3 separate regions of the Mus musculus genome follow, and all the other regions are linked to region 1. A link is a contact called in public HiChIP or PLAC-seq data. All regions are on one chromosome and are shown on one strand. Each heading gives the region's core, a stretch centred on a gene start, on an enhancer-like site or on the middle of the called end of the contact. The rest is flanking DNA. Distances are from core to core; before and after follow the strand shown. Region 1 has its middle 26 kb from the start of Far1os. Region 2 has its middle 31 kb from the start of Pth. Region 3 has its middle 52 kb from the start of Far1.

Evidence for each region. HiChIP or PLAC-seq counts read pairs in DNA pulled down with a chosen protein or histone mark.
Region 2: a contact with region 1 is called in a FOXA1 HiChIP or PLAC-seq map of pancreatic cancer cells. The contact joins two enhancer-like sites. A contact is called at or near these places in 1 of 39 promoter capture datasets (the C10 cell line), 2 of 15 datasets of contacts at CTCF or cohesin (large pre-B cells and pro-B cells), 3 of 484 Hi-C or Micro-C datasets (the HL-1 cell line, bone marrow-derived macrophages and nephron progenitors) and 1 of 115 datasets of contacts at active chromatin or transcription factors (pancreatic cancer cells).
Region 3: a contact with region 1 is called in an HNF4G HiChIP or PLAC-seq map of pancreatic cancer cells. The contact joins two enhancer-like sites. A contact is called at or near these places in 3 of 484 Hi-C or Micro-C datasets (B cells, the G1E-ER4 cell line and nephron progenitors) and 1 of 115 datasets of contacts at active chromatin or transcription factors (pancreatic cancer cells).

The regions. Positions count from the first base shown.
Region 1 is chr7:113,589,072-113,593,609 of GRCm38.p6, reverse strand. It overlaps the pseudogene Gm33828. Among named protein-coding and RNA genes, the nearest start is that of Far1os, 26 kb to the right of the region's middle. Within about 2 kb of position 2,364, at least 43 of the 459 cell types and tissues checked have an H3K27ac peak or open chromatin away from gene starts, as enhancers often do. A contact at or near this core is called in the HL-1 cell line and pancreatic cancer cells, where this site is marked.
Region 2 is chr7:113,416,849-113,421,386 of GRCm38.p6, reverse strand. No RefSeq gene overlaps it. Among named protein-coding and RNA genes, the nearest start is that of Pth, 31 kb to the right of the region's middle. Within about 2 kb of position 1,761, at least 75 of the 459 cell types and tissues checked have an H3K27ac peak or open chromatin away from gene starts, as enhancers often do. A contact at or near this core is called in the HL-1 cell line and pancreatic cancer cells, where this site is marked.
Region 3 is chr7:113,459,278-113,463,815 of GRCm38.p6, reverse strand. No RefSeq gene overlaps it. Among named protein-coding and RNA genes, the nearest start is that of Far1, 52 kb to the left of the region's middle. Within about 2 kb of position 2,680, at least 8 of the 459 cell types and tissues checked have an H3K27ac peak or open chromatin away from gene starts, as enhancers often do. A contact at or near this core is called in pancreatic cancer cells, where this site is marked.

The sequences.
Region 1 (4,538 bases), core at 1,115-3,614:
CTTTGGAAGGCAGGGGAAAGAGAGTATGAGGGAGCAAGGCAGGAATATGTGTGCCATAGGCAAGGGACAGCAAGAGGGCCTCACTAGCTTTCTTAACCCTCTTCCTCCACCACCCACGCCCTCCACTCCCACCATGCTGCATGCAGTTGGCACTTTCTCTTTTGCACTGAGATTCAGGGCTTCAGCTGGTGATGTCAGAATGTCCATTCTGTTGGTTGGTGGGGTGTTGGATCTCCACGGTAGGATCTTGCCCGGCTGAGATGGGAGTGTTCAGACTTGGTCCGATCAGAATGTGGTGCCTATGCTCATATCTCGAGGGTTGCTCCCCTCTCCCCCCTTCCTCTCCCACCGGCCGGTAGTAGAACAGGGACAAAGGGGCTGGGAAGGGAACTGATATCTTCATCATTGTCTGGTGCTGCTTTTCTGGGGGGCCTACCGGCCTCTCACTGACCTTGGCAAGTGCTCTTCTGATGAAGGAGCACAGGGGACCCCCCCCCCCATTCCTGCACTGCACTGGCTCCCATGCTGGGTGAGAAGTACAGGAACACCTGATGACATAGCTGCCCAGGCCTGGGAGCTGGGGCCTCAGTTGGGGGCTCGCTGCCTGCTGTCCCCCAGCACCTGCTGCCCAGTCCAGGACACCGTGTGCGCCAGCTTCTGCAAGGAGTACCTGAACCCATGCAGCAGCACTCGGAAGATGTACCAGCCAATGATGAGCAGTTCTGCCGGGGCTGCTGTTACTGCTGCCACGGTTCCGAAAGTCTGTGGGTGGTCAAGAGCAAAGGTTCGCCGAGGTCTACTGGTCTTGAGTCCACTGCTGGGCACAATGGCTTCTGTTCAATTTTATAGCCCTGATTCACTAACCCTGAAGAAAAGTCATTGATATTTATGATGAAATTTGTTGTAATTTTGTCTTTTGAGAAATGTAAGACAGGAGATCGCTCTTCCTCAAAAAGAAACAAACAAACAAAGAACACATCTAGGAGAGGAACTCTCTGCTATGTCAGAGAGAGGAGTGACAAGTGTGGGCATCATGAGAGGCCTGCAGGGGAAAGGGGATAGCTTCCTGTGACATCTGGCACATGACACCTGAGCTGGGTTTTCATGAAGGAAGTCTTCTCTTGGTGGAGAAGGGAAGGGACATTCCAGGAAGAGCTAGTGCAAAGGACCCTGGGGACAGCAGTGAAAAGGTACTGTCATTGAGAAGGAATAGTAAGGAGTGGGTACAGAAAGACAGGCTTGCACAGTGAAGACACGTTCTGCCTGGAACAGCAGCATGTCGGCTGAGAAACTAACGTACAGACAGGGAAGAGTAGACAGACGTGGGAAGGGGTGAGAGCCAGTCTTGGTCATCAGCCTGACTAAATCTGAAGTAAATTAAAATGCAAGCCAGCACCCCCTGGCCTGAGAGACTTGTCTTCATCAGATACGTGTGGACGGCAGCTTCTGCTAGCAGCCGGATAGAAGGAAACTTCCCTTTTTGCTTGTTGCCTTCACTCCTTCTGGCAAGCTCATCTATCTTGTTGCTACCACATTCCTTTGCTGATATTAGAAACAGCTTTGGGCTTCCAACATGGACTGAGACCAGTAGCTCCAGGAATCTTCTAGGACATCAGCACCAGATTAGGAATGCTGAGACAACCAGCTTTACAGAACTAATACAAGATTCCCAGCCTCTCCAGTGTGTTGAACTGCCAGGCCCATATTATGTAATATAACCTAATAAATCCCTTTTTAATATATCTTCACTCCATCAATTCTCTCCCTTTAGAGAATCCTGACCAACACAGAAGGCAAGCTAAGACAAGCTGGGAAGGAAGCCACGAGACTGTAGCGCTTGAGTGCTCTTACAGGTGATTCAGGGCTACTGGATTCCTTCTCATCTGCAGAGGAACCCAAGACATTCTCTGAGGGCTTCTGGAAGGAGGTTTGTGGATGTAACCCAGTGCCTAGCTTTACTTCCAGGGCTCTAGCAGACAGGTTCCTAGATTCCCCATATCCTTGATCCTGGCCCTAGAACAACTCCACTCTCCCTTTTAAGCCTCCAAACTAATGTGGATGCAGATAAGTATTGGCTCAGTTGGATTAGCTACCAAATTCACACCATTACTTCAGAGAAAGCAAATGTTTGCTGTATTACTCATCTCTTAACAATAACAATCAGTAAAGTTGGAACCACTGGATTGTCTGAATATCTGATCTGAGCCTATGCCAGGGTCTTCATTCCAGGGGGACCCAGGAACCTGCTAGGCTAGTCTTGTCAATTATTATAAGAGCTGGCATTTATTAACTTTGAGTCAGGCGGTGCCCTGGGTTCCTTACACACATGATCACATTTCATCCTCATGACAACTTCTATTGAGAGAAAACAGGTTTACAGAAGTGAGTTGCCTGAGGAGCCTCAGAGGCAAAGCCAGCCCTTGACTGCAGAGTTGTAAAAGGCTTTTGTTCTTTCTTAACCTGTCTTTGGCATGGCATGCTATGTGGTGTCTAACTGTGCTCTAAAGCCCATTGTGTTGAAAGGAAGGGCTTGGCTGTCAGCCTCTGGTCTTCCTGAAAGACAACAGAACATTTAGGAAGTAGAGCTTAATTAGTTGGTGTGCCCTTGAAGGGGCTGTTGAGACTCTAGCCCTTTCCAGCCACCATAAGACAAACACTTTCCCTTATTACCACACACCTTCACTATGATGTAGTATGTTGCCATTGGTCAACAAACCAACAAACTACAGACTAAGTTCTCTGAAGCCACGAGCTAAATAAATATTCCTCCTTATAAGTGCTTTATCACTAGCATTTGGTCACAGTGGTGGAAAGCTGACTGGCACATAGGGGAATCTTAATCTTCTGAAGGTGAGGAAAAAGACTCAAGCTTAGGACACCACTAGACAATGAAAATGTCATCCCAATCCAGCTCTCTCCACAGGCTCAGAAGTACAGAAGACTGTGGTGGGTGCCCTGAAAGCTGGTGTCTGGGGCTGCAGCCTATGGCATTAGTCACAGAACATAGAGTTAATAGGATGTTCCCTTCCAGGAAAACAAACTGGTCTCTGCTGCTTCACTGCTCAGGGCTTATACCTTGGCTACACAGAAGTGACTGGGTAACAGGTTCTTTCAAGAACAGAGTGGCTCTGTCCATGGGGGCAACACTTAGGTACTGTGCTTCCCCAGGGCAACTCTTCCCACATGAGATAACACAAAGATGCAGCTCACAGTCAGCTGGGCACAAGGCAAATTCGACAGTGGTTGTTTTTCTTAGCAGCTTCCTGGATGAGAACTGGGTCTCTTAGTATCAGAGGGCTATTATCCTACATGAAGAACTGAGAGAGAGACACACACAGAGACACAGAGAGAGAGAGAGAGAGAGAGAGAGAGGGGGGAGAGAGAGAGAGAGAGAGAGAGAGAGAGAGAGAGAGAGCAAAAGCTGTGGGACTGGTTTGTTCAGGATTGCTGTGTCCACCCCCTCCATCACTTTGATTCCAGACAAGGCATCTTTTCATCCCTCCCTTTTTTAAAAATCTACACTATGCAGATGCTGTTCACAGCCATGTGGCCAACCATATGTATAAAGAGTCTCCATCTTCAAGCCTTGGAGGGTAGCTGTGGACAGACAAAATAAAACCCAGGTTCCCCACCATTCATCAGTTTGTAATACACATGAAGCCTATTAATCAAATCCCTCAGAGCCTTTTAATTCCCTGTACTATGGCCCTCAAATACTTAGTTACCAAGGAATATGTAACCATGATTATGAACCAACCCATAAATTTTTTTAACCCATACTTGGTCCTCACTCTCTGCATCACTTTGGTCTTACCTGGCCAATGACCTCTGTTCTTATGGCTACATAGATGATCCATACATAGCCAGAAATGACAAATGAGACTGCTGACAGACTCCAAAGTGCTCTAGACAAAACCATACTGGTTTGGTGGATACAAGCTCCATTCCCAACTCCCTCTCCAGTGTCAGAATGCAAGTCAGAATCTGAAACTATTCCATGGGTTCTGGGGACACTTCCCCAGCCTCTAGGACTCAGGTTGGCACAGTGACACTGTGGTCCATGCAAAGATAAAAATAATGGCTTCCCCTCACATCTGCTCTGGACTTGGTCACCTGCCGACCCCAAAGCAGCACAGTACAAGCCCAGTTTCAAAACATCTGTGACTTGCCTGTCCAGAATAAACACCTATGATGTCATATTCTCCTACCCTCTCTTTCTCACTCTTCTAAACTCATGTCATTTCCCTTAGAAACACCTTTATGCATATTAGCTCCTGTAATGGAATCCAAGAGGGTACATAGTACACCATCTGATGCAGTCAGGCCTTAGCTAGAACATTCTTTTGCATAAGAAACTACAGAGCAGTGATGACCAAAGCGATCACAGTTGCATGTAAATCAGATGCTATGTTTGGAGAGAGAGCCAAATTGAACCTACTATAAAGGGACAGGTAAGGGAAGACATAAAGAGAACATTTCAGCCAAAAGGAACAACATTAACACATGCAGAGACATCAGCTCAGCATGGCTCCTGGGAG
Region 2 (4,538 bases), core at 512-3,011, 170 kb after region 1:
CTTTCCCTCTCATTAAGCCTCATTCAGGTTGGCCTGCCTTCTGCTTTCTACACAACACCAGGCCCTTCCCTGTTTACTCTGTTTCCATTCCCACGCTCACCATTGGCCTAAATGGCACACCCTTAGAAGAGAATCATCCTGATACACTATATAGAGCATCGTGGTTTTCTCAAGTAGCCTTTTTTTCCCTATGTAACTCCAAATCTAATGCCTTGGTGGCTCATACCATAGTTTGTAATGACTTTTTTTTTTCAAGAGCTGATCCTTTATTAGTTACTCTTAAAGACTTATTTTTGACTGGACTCAGACTTAGAAGTAAAAGCTCTCAGGGAGAACAGCCTAAGTCTCTTGGCAATATGTCCCTGGTTTTTTCTTTGGCTTCCTTCATTCTCTCAGCCAAAAGTTTAGCTTATTCTGCAGCCCCCTCATTTTTCTCAGTGTATTGTTTCTTCAGAGCAATATGCCAGTGTTATTTTTGCAGAACACATGGAATCTTGCTTGGATGTTCTGTTCTAGGCCTCTCACCTTCTTTGTTTAAGGGCTTTCTGATCGCAGCTATCCTCTTTAGAGAGACTGAAGTTTTGGGCTTCTGCTAGTTCTTTTGGGCTCCAACATTCAAAGCACCTTAGTACCTGTCAGTTCAGAAATGGCTTGCTCTCTCTCTCTCTCTCTCTCTCTGTTCCTTTCCTTCTTTCCATTAATTAAGTCAAGACTATCCAGATTGACATCGGAACAGACTTGTACTTCTTTGCTTCAGTTTTCCTTGGTGTATAAGATTTCCTTTTACTCAAGAGCAAGTGCACCGTACAACAAGTGAAGACATCTTGCTTCATGGGAAAACCTTGCCATTCCCACCACTGATCTGGACCACATAACCCTTCCACTCTTCCCCAGAGAACCATCAGCTACTTCTATGGCTGTGTATTTATCATAGAAAGTACAAAGTTCACATTCATCATACACTTCAATGAGTTTCTGATAGCTGATGGCTGGGAAGGAATTACACAACTTCATCTTGACAGAGCCAATTTCACAGTAGGTCTCACCAAAAAAATTAAAAAGTTGGGTTTTTTGGGGGACTTAATCCCAAGTAGTCCTGGCTAGCCTCAAGGCTAGCTTCAAACTCACTAGGTAGCCAAGAACAATCTTGAACCTCTTTTAAAAATGATTTATTTTATGTATATAAGTGTTTGGTTTGTATGTATGACTATGCACTATTGGAGAACCCTGCTATTTATAATAATAGTCCACTATTTATATAATAGTCCACTATGTCCACTATGTCTTCAAGCTTGGTGCAAAATGGCGGACCCCCCTTTTCAGTGGGTGTGGTGTTTTATAAAAAGAAAGAGATGCCAGGAGTATGTTTAGTAGAGGCGCAGTATAGCGTGGAGGAAGAGAGTACCTCTGTGGGCCCATGCTGAGGCATCCCTTCCCTGCGAGGTACCAGTCACATGATGGTAGAGTATAGAATAGAGTTTATTCAGGGCATGGGGAGGGGAGTTGAGGGGGTAACAGAGACAAAGGTAGAGAAAGAGAGAGGGAGGGAGTAGAGGAGTGGAGGCCAACCATGAGCACATGGAGAGCAGGGAGAGGAATGGGGAGAGAGGGGAAAGAGGGCAAGGGGAGAAGAGAACAAGAGCAAGAGGGTGAGAGGAGGGAGCAAGCAGTCCCTTTTATAGTGACTCAGGCACACTGTGGGACGGAGCCTAGACTGAATGCCAACAAGGGGGTGGGGCTTCTCTTTCTCTGCCTAACCTTGTTTGTAGTGTGTCTGAACACAGATGTCTGATCTTATCTGAAGAATGACCGAGTGCATGACTCAGCTAGCTTCCTGCCTGTATGATGATTAGGTGCTGTGTTATGACCAATCAACTCTTCCCACCCATATGATAATTAGTCACTGTGTTATCACCAATTAGACCTTTCCACCTGAATTCTTAAGATCCATTACATACCCTACTCCTGGAACAGTAACCTATCCCCTAGAGCTGTCTCACTGAAGCTGTCTCTGGAAGAGCTTCCGGCATGCTCACTATAGTCAAAAATCTGCTCACAGCTTCTGCTTGCTCTGCCCTCCCCTCGAGGGCTAGTGGCCAATGACACTCCCCTCCTCTCCCCCCTCCAGGAGACAGGAGACCCACAGTGAACTACTTTATCTGGAGCTGCAGGAAGGGAGAGAAATAAAAGAGGAAATTAGGCTAAACTGAATTGGGTTACATAGCAAGACTCTATCTCAAAAACAAATCAGATTCAGCAACATATTAGAGTAACTGACTAAGTTGAGAGATGAGGCTTCAAGGATCAGAGGTGAGAAGTGTTAGATCCCAGACAGTTTGTATGTTCTGAAATGGCAGTTTGGGCTCAATTCAAACTGGATTATAGAAGGATTTCTGGTGGTTAGATAAGAGCCATTGTTCTCAGGAATGTGGGCAACAGGTTTTCTGTCCCCCCAAAAGAAACAACTTCCCTTGCCTCTGGCAGAAGGGACCAGTAGCTCTCCATTGACATATATCTGTGGTGTCTATCAGCACATCAAAGCCCATGCTAGCCTCCAGGCACCTACAGTCCCTAGTCACAAGTGCTCAAAATACAGTTCAAATACCCCTTGCTAGCTAGCATGCTTGGCCCTCTCACTCCCTCACATCTGCCTCAAACTCCCAGGTCTGTTCCAGATCACCCGGCTTCTCTCCCTGCAGCTATGCATCCTTCTTACAACATGCTATTCTCTGTTATCCTGCTTCACCTGCCCTGGCCATGTCCAGTTTGCTTCTTTTTCTCTCTGTTCTGAACTCTTCCAATGCCTCTGTATATTTCTCTCTCCCCTAATGCAATGGCCTTTTTTTTTTTTCAGTTTCTTTACTTAACCCCTTCACATACAAGTCTTATTAGAAACTGCAACAGGTCAAATTTTTTCTCTAGGAAGACATGCAGAATCCCTCACCTAAGAAACCGTGAGCATCATTTAAAAAAAAAAATAAAGAACTATGAAGATGAAGTCAAATTAATATGATTGGACACTATGAGAAGAGGGGAAGGGGCATGGTGGCACACATCTTTAATCCCAGCACTCAGAGGCAGAGCCCGATGAATGTCTGTGCATTTGAGACCAGACTGATCCACATAATGAATTACAGGACAGACAGGGATATAAAAAAACACCCTGTCTCAAAATACAGACAAAGATGTGTGTGATGTCAATTAACTCGAAGAACATTAAAGCTTGCCTGTAACCACTGGAAGCTAGGATGTGGCAAGAAAGCATCCTTCCTGATAGACTTCCAAAGGACTACAGTCTTGTATTTACCTTGACTTCTTACTTCCAGCTTCCTAGCCTGTCTTAGGGTTTCTATTGCTATGATGAACACTATGACCAAAAAGCAAGTTTGGGAGGAAAGGGCTTATTAGGCTTACACTTTCACATCACTGATCATCACAAAAGGAAGTCAGGACCGGAATTCAAACAGGGCAGAAACCTGGAGGAAGTAGCTGATGCAGAGGCCATGGAGCTAATTGGTTTGCTCAGCCTGCTTTCTTATAGAACCCAGGACCACCAGTCCAGGAATGGACCTACTATCAATGGGCTGGGCCCTCCCACATCAATTGTTAATTAAGAAAATGCCTTATAGATAGGTCTTATGGTGGCATTTTCTGAATGCCTAGCTTCTGTTTCTAGCTTCTATATCTAGCTTCTGTCAAGTTGACCCACAAAACCAGACAGTATAAGCCTTGTGATAAAATAAAGCCATTAAGTTTCTGGCACTTCATTATGGCACCCTAGAAAATTGATACATATGGCATGCTAATAGAAGCTGGAGGAGCTGGACTGGAAGAGAGGGCTTGGGTAAATGGAGTCATCTGGGAGGTGTGTGTGTGTGTGTGTGTGTGTGTGTGTGTGTTTGAGACAGGTGGTCCAGGCTGGCCTCCATCTCACCATCCCCCTACCTCAACCTCCCAAGTGTTAGGTCACAAGCATGTACCCCCATACTTAGCTTTCTTTTCATTTAAAACAATGTTAAAAATGGAGGTACTTAGATACTACTGTCTTGATAACAGTCTTGATTTGCTTAATCTAGTAGTCATCTCAAGATGGCTAGCTTGTCTCCTCTCTGAGAGCATTGAGGTGATCTTGGTATTTCTCACTAAAATAGTCATAAAATTTTTCTATTCTTTTCAACGATTCTTATGGATTCTTTGCGAATCTCACATCATACATCCCATCACACTCATATCCCAGTCCTTCCATGTCTGCACTCCCCACCACCCTTATAACCACCCCTCCAACAAAACAACAACAAAGGAAAAAATAAGTCCAATTTATGTTATCTATATACTCCCTGGAGTGTGGTTGTCTTAATTAGGGTTTCATTGCTATGAAGAAACACCATGACTAAGGCAACTTTTATAATGAACAACATTTAACTGGGGCTGGCTCATGGTTTCAGAGGTTCAGTCCATTATTATGGTGGGAAGCACAGCAGTGTCCAGGCAGACATGGTGTTGGAGAAGGACCTGATTTTGATCTGAAGGTAGCCAGG
Region 3 (4,538 bases), core at 1,431-3,930, 130 kb after region 1:
CTTGACAGTTTTAAAACTTACTAAAACACTATGGTGATAAAGATTTTATGATAGTGGCATTATATGAAGGCATGGATCAGTAGAGTAGATCTGAGTCCAAAAGTAAATCCCCATGTTTTACAGTCAATATATTGTCTTAGGCATATTTTTGGACTTGTAATGTGTATTTTCCTTACATATATGTATGTGCACTACCTGAGTGCCTGTTGCTTCAGAGTTGAGTAGATGGCCTTAGATCCTCTGGAACTGAGGTTACCAATGGCTGAAAGCCATGACGTGAGTGCTGGAAACCAAATCTGGGTCCTCGGCACTTAACTGTTGAGCCATCTCTAACTCGCAGTCGATATATTTTTTACCAAGTCAAACTGGTTGGAAAAGAGTAAGTAGTCTTTTCAACAAATGGTGCTGCTGTGGTTCCATGTACAAAATAAAGAAATGAACTCAGAATGCCACTTATGCTGGATAAGAGACTAGACTCTGTAATGAATAAAGGATTCTTTCCATTCAATCATGAAAGACAAATAACTCAAAATATAGGCAAAGGATTTAAATAATCCTTTCTCCTTAAGAACATAAAAGATGTCAACAAAATAATAGAATATGTGAAATGACCAAGAATAGGTGACTGGTCAAAACAAAGAAGTCCACAGTCTAGAATAATCTCCAGTGGCCTCCTCTGTCATCAAGGAGTCTGAGAAACCTTTCTATAGAACCCAACAAGCGATGGAACCCAGAACTAACTGGTGGGACTGGGAGCAAGACTGAGGATTGCTGCTAAGAACAGGGAATTGATTTCATGTCTAAATGCAGGAGTAAAGGTGACTGGAAACATAATACCTAACAGCTCTAGTGTGAGCTGAATGGTTCCTGGAGTAAGGGCCAGGGGTGGTGATGAGTCTTTTCTAAATCAACTTACTTCCTGGAAGTAGTTTCTCTCTGCTCTGGGCGCATGCTCCCACCCAGCCTAACAGCTCCCATGTTAAAGTTCTCCCTGCCCTATCGCATCTTGTACAGAGTAGCCTGGGAAAATCTCATGAGCAGCCAGAATCACCTGGAGAAAATGTCTCACCATCCCGTCTTCAGGACAACTGCCAGGCCCTCTTTACATAGTTCTTTAGAGTGTCTCAAGAGAGATTCCCTACATTTGCCCATTTAGCTTCATGATGTATTCATGACCAGCTAATTTCTCTCCAACCTCTACTCCTGTTTCCTAGGATTATCTTCTGCCTCCAAGTTTCAGACATTGTTCTGTGGGACTCTTAAGGGACAGAAAGTTACTTCACCTTCTCAAGTAATTAAATTAACTTTTGCACAAGCTATGTGCAATGTTTAACCACAATTGATGCTATCCTAGTTAAAAAGTTAACTGTCCAGGTCGTCTCAGATGAATTGATACATGCAGGTTTCTATTATCAGTAATGAAACTTTTTTTTTAATTTAATTTTTCTTGTGACAAACTGAATCTTGTGCCAAAGTCAGTGATAAGTCTGTTATCAGTCATTCTTCCCAGCTTCCTTATCTTTCTTTATCTGGAGCTTATTGGCTCCCAGATAAATAATGTCTGCCACAGTTGCTGCTAGGGACAAGCTTCACACCTGGTCTTTTCAGCCCATGAATGGCCCCAGAACCCCATATCCTTAGACCTTGTTATAGACAGAACTTGGGGGATGTTCATCCGTCATGGCAACTTTTGCCTTAGGTACCCAAACTTCAACTCTCAGGAGTCCAGCCTGCGTTTATACAGCTACCTTAACTCCTGGGCATGCACTGCATTGGATAGTTTTCTATCCAATCATTTCTGTCATGTAAGCCACTATTTCCCCACTTTCCCACAGGCCTTCTCCACTTTCCCCCAATCAAAAATCCCACATGATTAGGATTTTTATTTCTCTAATATTTCAACCTTGGTTTTAAAAATGACAAGGCCATACATGCATGTAATGTACTTTGATCATATCTACCACCACTCAGTTTCCTCTCTTAGCCCCTCCCAAACCTTGGATTTCCTTCTTTCCATCACTTGCCTCTCCTGATTTACTTTCTTGTCTCTTCTTTTTGTCTTTTTATTGTAACCTGTTGAGTTTAACCGTGGTTGCTGGCATGTGTGTGGGCATAGGTTTCAACTCAATAGTGATCATAACCTTAAAGAAAAAAGACTCTCTGCTCACAGTAGCCATTAATTGCCCATAGTTCCTCAGTTAGGGGCTGCCATGTCATGTGTTCTACTCTTCCCAATGTTGGAGTTCGTCAAAAGACCCTTACTTAGAAAGACCACAAAGACCTCCGCCATCGCTGCAAAACGCATGAGGATTTTTATTGATCCAACCTGTTGGGGACTCCCCTCTCAGCACGCAGGCCAGAGGAGAGACCCAGAACAAAGAAAGAACACACTTTTTATACTTTTTATACTTTTTATACTTTTGTAAGGGGTAAATTTGAGTAACAGGGTTTTCATTGGTGTAGCAAGTAGCCCTTTCAGGCATTGGTTGGTTTGTATAGTGACTAAGTAACCCTTTGGACTAGTAACTCACTTTGCTTGCCCCCATGGTGGGTTATTATTATTTGTTCAGCAAAGCAATAGTGCATTTTGAACTTATGAATCAGCTATTAACGTCACAGCTATTAACGTCAAGGGAATTCTCCCAACAAGGTCAGGGTGGTTTGTGGTCTTTGTCAGAATTCAGTGTGGGGCGGAGGGCAGGAGAATTGCTAATCTTGTTATGATTATCTCTCTGAGAACAGCTAATATTATTTTGGTAGTTGCAAGCTTAATCATTTTGACCGCTAAAAGTATGTTTTTACATTTGTTTAGTCAGCTAGCTTCCTTATCTGGCTCTGCACTTTGCCTGCTAGTACAGTTTGGAAAGTCCTTTTTGAAGGGGGAAGGTACTGGGTGGTCTTGAATTCATTTTGGATATTACACCTTCCCTCCTTCAGTCCTCTTCCCCTCCCCCATCTCATGGTCTCTGTCTAGCTTCCTGATCTCTACAAACATAATAACTAAAAGCTACACTCCACATATAAGAGGAGAGCATGTACATTTGCTTATGAATCTGGGTTGCCTCATTTAATACAACATTTTCCAGTTCCAACTATTTTGTTATTTCCCTCCATTTTAATTATTTATTTGGTGTGAAGGAGTCAGAGGTCAACTTCCAGGTGTTGATTCTCTTACTATTTTGGTTCCAGAGAGGAAACTTAGGTCATTAGTCTTGGCAGCAAAGGCGATATCACCAGCCAAGTTCCACCCATTTCTCTATGAGTTTCATAATAATTTTTCTTTACAGATAAATGAAATTCCATTTTGTATGTAACACATTCTTATCTATTCATCAGTTTATAGACACCTGGGTTCACTCCACTTTTTAGCTATTGTGAATTGATTAGCAATATGCACAGATATGCAAATATCTCTACAGTAAGAAACAGTCTTTTTCAGATGATGACTAGATGTGGTGTAATGGGAGCCCTAGGTTTTCCCCCACTCTATCTTTCCTAATGGTCTTAACCATGGATTAAAGGCTCTGAGTGCTTGAAATAATGAACCTCAGTCTTCATATCATAAGAAAACACATTTTTCTGGGGACACGATGCTCTTAGTCTTTAGAAAATTATCAAATAGTCCCAAAGATTAGCCACGTTGTTAATCCTATATCTTGCTCCATTTAATTCTCCATAGCACACTCTGCTTCACTGAGCTCAGTCTAAGTGGCATTGTTAGTATCCTGGCTAATAGTTACCATCAAACTGTTGATCTTTAGAAGGAGAAAAATGGCATGAAGTGACACTGAGTACATGACCAGAGCATGTTTGTAAAAGATACCTCAAAAAGTTTAGGAATTCAGAGAAATCTGGGGAAACAGCCTAGCAGAAATTCTCTTCCCTTCCAGATAACTGTCCTGTTAGGTTCAAATGACTTTTGTTCAGAATTCCCAAGGAGAGACATCTGAGCCTGACTCAGTCCCTCAGCTCACATAAAGTTGAAGGACAAGGAAAAGTTGAAAACCGGCATATGGATAATGCTGGCCTAGCAATGCCAGTGAAATCTCAGTAGAAAAGGTCAGGCAAATATGTTTTGCCACAAGATGATACTTTGTCACACCTTTGCCTTTGAGGCCAATAAGGGGAGGCTTGCTAACCCCCTGTAGAAGGAGCTTTAAGAACTTATTTACTGAGACATAAAAATTAAATATGTAAATGGAAGCTGGGGAGACGGCTCCATGGGTACCACTCACTGTGTAAGCACACGGACCTGAGTTCAGATCCCAGAACTCATATAAAGAGGGATGTTGTAGTACACTTATATTACCCCGTGACTTCTGTGGAGGATGAAGGGGGGAGAAAGAAGAAGAGGAGGAAGAGGAGGTGAAAGAGACAGAAGGATCCTTAAAAGCTCATGCACCAGCTATCCTGGTCTACAGGGGAGGAGGAACAAGAGATGTCATGGAAGGTGAGAACCAACACCCAGGTTGTCCTCTGATCTCTACTCTGTGGAGCACATATGCCTCTGTCTCCTAGCCTTTAAAAGTTAAAAATGG